Linked DNA regions of Sus scrofa: region 2 is linked to region 1. Evidence: chromatin contacts called from public HiChIP or PLAC-seq data. All regions are on one chromosome and are shown on one strand. Each heading gives the region's core, a stretch centred on a gene start, on an enhancer-like site or on the middle of the called end of the contact. The rest is flanking DNA. Distances are from core to core; before and after follow the strand shown.

What was found. HiChIP or PLAC-seq counts read pairs in DNA pulled down with a chosen protein or histone mark.
Region 2: a contact with region 1 is called in an H3K27ac HiChIP or PLAC-seq map of alveolar macrophages. The contact joins two enhancer-like sites. A contact is called at or near these places in 1 of 47 Hi-C or Micro-C datasets (embryonic fibroblasts) and 2 of 2 datasets of contacts at active chromatin or transcription factors (alveolar macrophages and skeletal muscle).

The regions. Positions count from the first base shown.
Region 1 is chr5:41,712,742-41,716,978 of Sscrofa11.1, forward strand. It overlaps FGD4 (FYVE, RhoGEF and PH domain-containing protein 4), which reads right to left. Exons shown (of 17, transcript XM_021092066.1): 5 at 1-59. Among named protein-coding and RNA genes, the nearest start is that of DNM1L, 79 kb to the left of the region's middle. Within about 2 kb of position 1,365, at least 2 of the 83 cell types and tissues checked have an H3K27ac peak or open chromatin away from gene starts, as enhancers often do. A contact at or near this core is called in alveolar macrophages, where this site is marked.
Region 2 is chr5:41,792,043-41,796,207 of Sscrofa11.1, forward strand. All of the region lies in intron 1 of FGD4 (FYVE, RhoGEF and PH domain-containing protein 4), which reads right to left. Among named protein-coding and RNA genes, the nearest start is that of FGD4, 85 kb to the right of the region's middle. Within about 2 kb of position 1,614, at least 13 of the 83 cell types and tissues checked have an H3K27ac peak or open chromatin away from gene starts, as enhancers often do. A contact at or near this core is called in alveolar macrophages, where this site is marked.

The sequences.
Region 1 (4,237 bases), core at 115-2,614:
GCTCTTTCCGTAAGCAAAAGCTCATTGGCTATTTTGTGAAGTTTTTGCTCATTGGTCTCCTAAAAATAGAATAGACAGTCACATATTAGGTAAGAAAGCTTGGACAATATTTCTTTCTTTTTTTTTTTTAATTTTCCCACTGTACAGCAAGGGGATCAAGTTATCCTTAGATGTATACATTACAATTACATTTTTTTTCCCTCACCCTTTGTTCTGTTGCAACATGAGTATCTAGACAAAGTACTCAATGCTACTCAGCAGGATCTCCTTGTAAATCTATTCTAAGTTGTGTCTGATAAGCCCAAACTCCCGATCCCTCCCACTCCCTCTCCCTCCCATCAGGCAGCCACATGTCTCTTCTCCAAGTCCATGATTTTCTTTTCTGAGGAGATGTTCATTTGTGCTGGATATTAGATTCCAGTTATAAGTGATATCATATGGTATTTGTCTTTGTCTTTCTGGCTCATTTCACTCAGTATGAGATTCTCAAGTAATAAGCAGTACCAAATGTTTTCGTGAAAACAGTTTTCTTAAGCTTCTCAAGAGCTTGATTCCTTTTGGTCATCAAGGAACAGCCAACCAGAAATGAGCAAATTTAAAAACAAGCAGTCTGCTAGATTTAGTCTATAAAGACTTTAAGTTATAACTTCTTTGGTCTTTGTAGCAATTAGCACGCTCGTCTATCTTTCCTTGAAACATCTTTGTTTTTTTACTTTTCCTCATTTCCCCCCCATTTCTCTCGGGCTACTCCTTGCACATGATTCTATCTCTCTCAAAGATCTTGTTTAATTATTAGCTCTGTGCACAGAACTTTTTGCTTTAAACTTTTTTTTTATTATGCAAAATTTCAATCATATACAAAAGAAGAGTTGAAAGAATAGTAAAATGAACTGCATGTCCATCACAGAGATTCCATTTCTATGTGTTGGCCATATTATTTTAAATTAAATCTGTACTTTATTATTTCCTGTTTATATTTATGTAATCCTTAAATATACTTGTATAACCTTGCTAGTGCCATGAGGATGGGAACACTGTCTCCTTGTTAACTGCTCATCTCTAGTGTCTATTACAGTGCTTCAATAAAACATTGGCACTCAATAAAATACCACTGAATGAATGAATGAGCAGCAGTTCTCATATGCCTAACTACTGCTAGACATTTATTATCACTTTGACATGCTGTCCTCCTAAGACCAAACTCATCTTTTCTATAAAATCTCTATCCTACCACCACCCCTGAACCTGACCATCCTGGCAATGGTTCCATCCCTTTCTAGTTAGCTGACCTGAATTACTTTAAGCTTAGTTCCCTACCACAAGATCCAGTCAGCCACCAACTCCTGCTCAAGACATTCTGTCTTTAGCATCCATCCTTTAAGTTCTCCTCACTGCCTGCCTGGTTTGCTCATACTTAACCTCAAGCCCAGACCAATCAACTGTTGCCCAATGACCTGACTTCATTATTATTATTATTATTGGCTCTAATCTGCCTTGAACATTGCTGGGTGAGGAATCTTTCCAAAACTTTGCTCTGCCTAGCTAATCCTATTTCCCATAAGGGGGGAAACAAAAAAATCTTCCAATAATCCTCCTCTCCCTGACTGGATAAGATCCAGACTCTGTATATACCATTCAGGGTTTTCAAATCTCTGTTCACTTCCTCAGAGTTCTCAGTGTATCTTTATAGAAACCTTTCCCTCTAAACACATTGACCTATCTACCTTCAAACACATCCCTGAACATCACCAAGCCTTCCTTCTTTCTAGTCTCTCTGGCTGGCATATGCTCTTGCCATACCTCTCTAGGTACTTAAGACTTATTTATGTTCCTTTCAATGGCCTCCTAAATTTCCATCCCTGGTCCATGGGCCTTCTTCAACTATCCAAAGCCCTTGGGCTTGGTCCTATGAAAATGTGCTTTAGACTTTGTACCTAAACATCTTTTTATTTAGAAATTTCTCCCTGGTTATTTCACTGACATATTCTTTTCATTCTAGGAGTGTATGAAGTATAATAAGGGTTTAGTAAAAACTTTAGTATCAAAGCAGACCAAAGTATATTTTAAACCAGTGTCTAATCTATGTAAATGCTACATTTTAAAATGTGCACAAAATGCTATTAAGCTGTATGAATGCTTCATTGTGTTAAACATACATGACATCTACTTTATGTTTTACATGTAATACATGTTTTAAATGCAGAAAGTTATCATGTTGCTTCTTACAGAATCACTGAAGTGAGGTATTTTTATGTGAAGTCTTTAGGCTAAAGAAACATAATACTGTTTAAATAATTTGTGGTTTCGGAAATACTGAACTAAGAACTATGTAGTAATCAAATCCCACAATCAGTCAAGATTTTGGTTTAATGTAGTAAACTCAGAGTAAAGTACTAGCATTGTTGCTTGCCTGCCTGGCATCCTCTCCCCCCATCTCTGAATGGTATCCTTATTTGGTTAATGTGTCTACCCTATGACTATGTAGCCTTTCCTTTGGGGAAAGTGACCTTATCCACAGATCTAAAGGGGACCCCTGAATGGTGTCACAGTCAAGAGTACACAGCGATTGGTTCAGAAGCCAATGAGACATGAGGGAATATGCACTGGTGGCTTCAGAAAAGGAGGCTCCCTACCCTTAAGGAAGAACCATGGAAAAAGAGATCTCTTTGCTGCTCCATTTAAATGTGGGTGCACACAGGCTTCAGTGCTTTGAGCAGCCATCCCATAACCACAGGCATGAAGCCAATAAACGTCCTTGTTGTTTAAGCCAGGTTGAGTAATTTGGTGTTATTTGTAGCATCCCGATTAAATACTAAGAAACATATGCAGTATAGTCCACGAAACTGATGAACTTTCAAGTAATTTTTAGACAATTACTATTTATAGAGAAGAAAGTAAAATATTTAACAAACTTTCAATGTCACTTTCAAAGCTGTAATAAAGTATAATAAGTAAGTACATGAGAACTCTATCACCATTTCAGAAAAAGTGATATGCTACACGTTCACAGGAAATACTGACCTGTCCCAACACTATAGCCATTTGTTTGAGTTTTGTTAAGCCAGACTTACTGAGCTATAATTACAAATGGTACCATTCGCCCTTTGGGGTATAGTTCTAGGAGTTTTGACAAATACAGTCATGTCACTACTACCACAATTAAGATACGGAACTTTTCCACTGAAACTTTTCTTAGGTATGCAGTCAATCCCACTCCTCTTCTACCACCAGCTCCTGGTATTTGCTGATCTGGCCTGTCCCAGAACGTCACGTACATGAAATCACACAGTATTTGCCTTTTGAGTCTTGATTCTTTCACTTATCAAAATGTGTCTGAGATGCATCCATGTTTTTATTAGTATTAGTAGTTTGTTCTTTTCAAGCCCTTTATTTTATTCTAATAGTAGCGATACATCTTTCTGACCCGCTATATTTTTTTGTGTGTTCTCATTCTAGTTCTGAGAAATATCTTTAAGGAAAATGATCCAGCAGAATCTGTGCCATGATAAAATAATACATCTTTTATGCGTCAGGGAATTCATCAACCAACAGGTCATACTGTCTATTATTGCTACACAATGAAGTCACCCCTGAGGTTTTCCACATCCTATGGGATCTTAAATAGGAAGCTTATAAGAAACAATCCTTTTGCTGACTGCAGATCATACTTTAGCTGAACGTGGCAAATTGTGGGTATCCTGGTCATATTTTGCCAAAATCCAAGGGGATGCCAGCAGTTATTAATAAAAGCTATATTCCTTCCACACAGATGGTCTAACATTAGGTCCCTGACCTTGCAAAAACCAACACAAAGATTAGCAAAAGTAAACTTGCTGACACATGGTTTAATCACTCATACGTAAGGTCTGTGAAAAATTACTAGGGATTGTGTGGTGGAAGTGAGACATAACACCATTTAAATGGAGCCTTTCTTTAGGTTAATCACAACAGTAATATCACCATAATAAGAACAACTAACACTTTTTCACTCATTACTTGTTATGTGCCAGACTGTCATAAGCATTTTACACAGATTGACTAGTCCTTACAACATAAAATACTATTATTATTCCTATTTTATATGTAGTGCATGCACACAACAAAACAAAATCCCAGGGCTCAAAGAGGTCGGGAAACTTGCCCCAGGTCACACAGAATGCAACCAAATCAGATTCTAATTATGTAGAAGAGGATGTGATTTTATTACTATTTAGTAAATAGCTGGCTCTCACTCTAA
Region 2 (4,165 bases), core at 364-2,863, 80 kb after region 1:
AGGCAACGTTTCTCAGCTGACCTGACCTTCTCAACTTAGCACCACAAGACTGTGGATGTGAAGGGTCTCACCACTGATGGTGTTCGTGAATGGAGCAGAGGAAGGAATACCAGGTCCCCCAAATCACATCCCCTAAAGTGAACTAACACATGATGAGACTGTGCCCTCCTGTCTCTCAGGTGCACTCTTAGGGATCACAGACGCTCCCCGACTGTCCCCTCCTGCCAGACCTCTTGACCAACTTCAGAGTCTCACCCTAAGTTTCTTGTCTTGTCAGCGGCTGATGGAAGAAAGTTTTTTTCAACACCTGAACACCCCTTTGGCTTTATTGTTGTTATTCAGAAAAATCCATCAAGAAACATTAATAAACATGTTTACAAGTGAAAACAAATGACTAAACGCCTGTCAATATCTATACAATGCTGGGATACATTCTGATGTAAATACCCACATTAAAAAAAAAATCTTATAACTTTAACTCAGTAACAGTAGAAGTAGTAAGGAAATTCACAAACACTAGAGAACTTGAAAAGTGTCCTGATTTGCCCAGCCCACCCCCACTGCTTGAGTAACCACATCCCAGGAACAGAGATGCTCATACACTTCACACCCATTCACATCCAGGCCTTTTCAGGTTTCTAAGATATAAGAGAATTAAAGCAACACAAACAGCCTATAAGCACATGTTTTTAAATGATTTCATTTCTTCCCCAAACATACTGCTTATGAACGATTGCCTTTATGGGTGAAAATTTCATCTAAATAATAAAACATGCACAAAAATTTTTACAGACGCTAAGGAAATTTTCAGGCATGTATGTCTATTATTACTGAAAAAGATGCTTTTTTAAGGCTAGTAAGTACCTAATCTAATTTTGCATATTAAAAACTTTAAAATAACAATGTATTTAGACCAGTAAGTGCAAAAGAAGGTAAGACTTTTAACCACATGAAGTCAACTGCAATAAATACCAAGAACCCACAATTAGCAATCAGACCTGAAAACCTGTTCCTAAAGTAAGAACATGAGTCCTTGACCAATACAAGGTTATCTAATTTTATACTATCATCAAAAAAAGAAAACCAAACAAGGAGGGCCTGTCAGCAATGACCTTTTCTAGCTCTCTGGGCAGCCACTGACCCACTGACATGAATGTCAAAGATGATAGCAGAAGAGCACAATTAAAGGGACCAAAGCTGCATTAGCAAATCCTCTGCTTGCAGCCCCTTCCTATATCAAATAAAAATGGCAGACCCAGCTAGACTCACAGATCTCTGGTGCTATGCTATGGTTTAAATGACAGAAAAACTTACACAAAAGAAGAAGTATCCAGAGTATAGACAGCACTCTTTTTGTTTTTCACTTTTATGTTTTAGGGCAGTTTTGGGGAAGGGGGATACAATGCCGCTTTACAAAGGACATAGAAGTCCCTTGTTTGAGCTACCAACCTCTTAGCCACACAGAAAAATGTCAGTCATCCATTTGTTAGCACCAAAATCTCCTTCTACTGCTTACAATATGCACCACACATTTTAAGGGGCTGTTCAAACAGAAAAACAAAGGAAGCCCTTGAAATAGAAGCTGATCTTCCTAGCTTTGCCCCTTCCTTTATCACTGTGCCTACATGCCAGCGGTTAAAGCACTGTCACATTGTTTCCACATGCTCAGGCCCTTGAAACTTGTGCAAAAGCATTGCAAAATAAAACTGCATAAACATCACATTACAAAACATGAGTTAGTAATGGTAGATCAGTCATTATTCTGGTAGAGCCTGAATAATGATTAATAAAACCATAACCTACAAACGTCCCTGACCTGAGACATTTTCTTATTTGAAGAAGACACTGAACACATTGTGGCCATGGGCGTATTTCAAAAAGAATATTGGTACAATTCACTCTGGGAGACCGTTTAAAATGATTGTCTTTTTGCCACTTTCAGAGGTCATAATACAATTTCATAGGCACAAAATTTTTTTTAAAGATTAAAGAATAATACTTTCATTTTCCCAACATTAACATGTAATTGTATAGGTATAACTGAGCTGCTTAAAACCAATACAACAGAAGAGCTTATAGCTCCCTTACCTTGGACCACATGGAGATAATGCCCCACACCAAACGTAGTACAAACTGGATACAACATACTAGGATTACTTACCTTATAAAAGCTGAATTTATTCCTCTTGGTTAGAAGTCACAAATGGTTAAGAAGTAAAACTCCCTTCATTTGTTCTTCTCGTGAGTCAGATCTAGCCTCCCATTAACCCAGTCCATTGCAGATCATTTCACACAGCACACGCTCCCTGCTTCCCCCAGTTCCCAGCCCAGCAAGGATAATCACATTCCGGCGGGGAGTGAACAGATGGTGGATTCCATGGTAACCAGCCCTCCTAAGGCGATTGGTAGAAGTGTGTGACTACTGCTTATTGGGTAACAATCGCTGTCTTTGTGCTCCAGCCTTGCAAATCCTAAAGGAAGGAACATATAGCCACTCACATGCGCAGGGGCTTGCCCAGCAGGTGTTTGGCTATTTAAACAAGCCAATGCAGGCCAATTAAAAGCTGTCCTGCAAATCCACCCTTGGAGGTACAAAGTCCTAACGTGTCAGATAGCGTCCACTGCTCATTCACGGAGAAAGGTCACATGAGGCTTAACAAATAGAAAATAAAACTTGAAAGTTAGCTTGAAAATTCAAGATAAAGCATTCCAGAAATCTAAGCTGCATCAGCAAGTCCTTTTCTGATTGACAATCGCCATCAGAAGTGAAACTGGTTTTGTATTTAGAAAGTTTTTTTAAATATAATTTTCGTGTTGGTAAAACTTAGTTTGAAAATAAAATCAGTTTTCAAAATCAACTGCCTTATAAGTGTACAGGCAATAATTTTTAAACATGCTTAAAGTTTTTGTTTTTGTTCATTTGAGGGGAAATGGAGAGACTACTGAACTTTAAATTTTCATTAGGGCTTTATTCACTTATAGGACTGAAATTGCTTGGTTATGTGCTTTCTACTGGGTTTAATTTGTTTCTGCATCCATAAAACGTAAATGCTGATTCAAGAGGAAAAGAGTGTTTCCCCCCATCTGTGATGCTCAAGGAGTCAGAGAATATGTCCCTGGAAGAGCAAAATGGATGAAAACCAAATATCTACCACACCCAAACCAACTACTGAAGATAATGCATAAACCTAAAACAGATGAACTTTAGGTACTAAAAATAAATCCATCAGAAATAAATTATATAAAGGAAAATAAATAACTAGAATAAGCCTAAAGTGAAAACTAAACAAAAATTATAAGCTGTGACTAGACTTTTAGATATTAATTTTCTCCTTACCAACAGTTCCCCCATCTTAAATTAAGACTTCTTTTCTTGGCACGAGCAGAAATCGGATACAAGGGTTGAAAGGAAAAAGATTAAATGATTGTTTGCAGACAATATGATTCTATTGCTGGGGAAAAAAAATCAAAGAAATCAAGGATATTATTTATAATACCCACAATTTAGTGACGTGGCCAAATATATCAATATAATTCCTTCAGAAGGCAAAAACTACCAGAACACCAATGGAATGAAATTTACTAACGATGGCAACAAAAAGTATATAACACTTGGGAATAATATTATCAAGAAATGTGTATGAACTATTTGTCAGAAAAAGAAGGAACTCTTAGAAGAAATAAAGGAAAACTAAATGGAGAGAATAATTTGTTGCTGGTTACAAAGATCCATTTTAAAGGTGTCAAGTCTTTTCAAATTACCTTATAGTCAGTCTTCCAGTAAATTTATACACAGTCTTCTAGTAAAATTTCCAACATACTTTAGAAAATAAATTTCACAAAGTGACTCTAAAGTTTATTTGGATTTAAAAAAGGAAAATACCAATGAAAATTCTATATGAGAGGAGTAATAATGGGTAAATAACTATACTGGTTTTTTTTTAATGTTAAAAATATTGTATACAGATATCTCCCAAATTTATAACTCCAGGACAAACCTCTTTCTCCGTGAATTTTATTTTATTTTTTATTTTATTGTATTGTATCTCTTTTTAGAGCCAAACCTGCAGCAGCATATGGAAGTTCCCAGGCAAGGGGATGAATGGGAGCTGCAGCTTCTGGCCTACACCAGAGCCACAGCAACACCCAATCTGAGCCAAGTCTT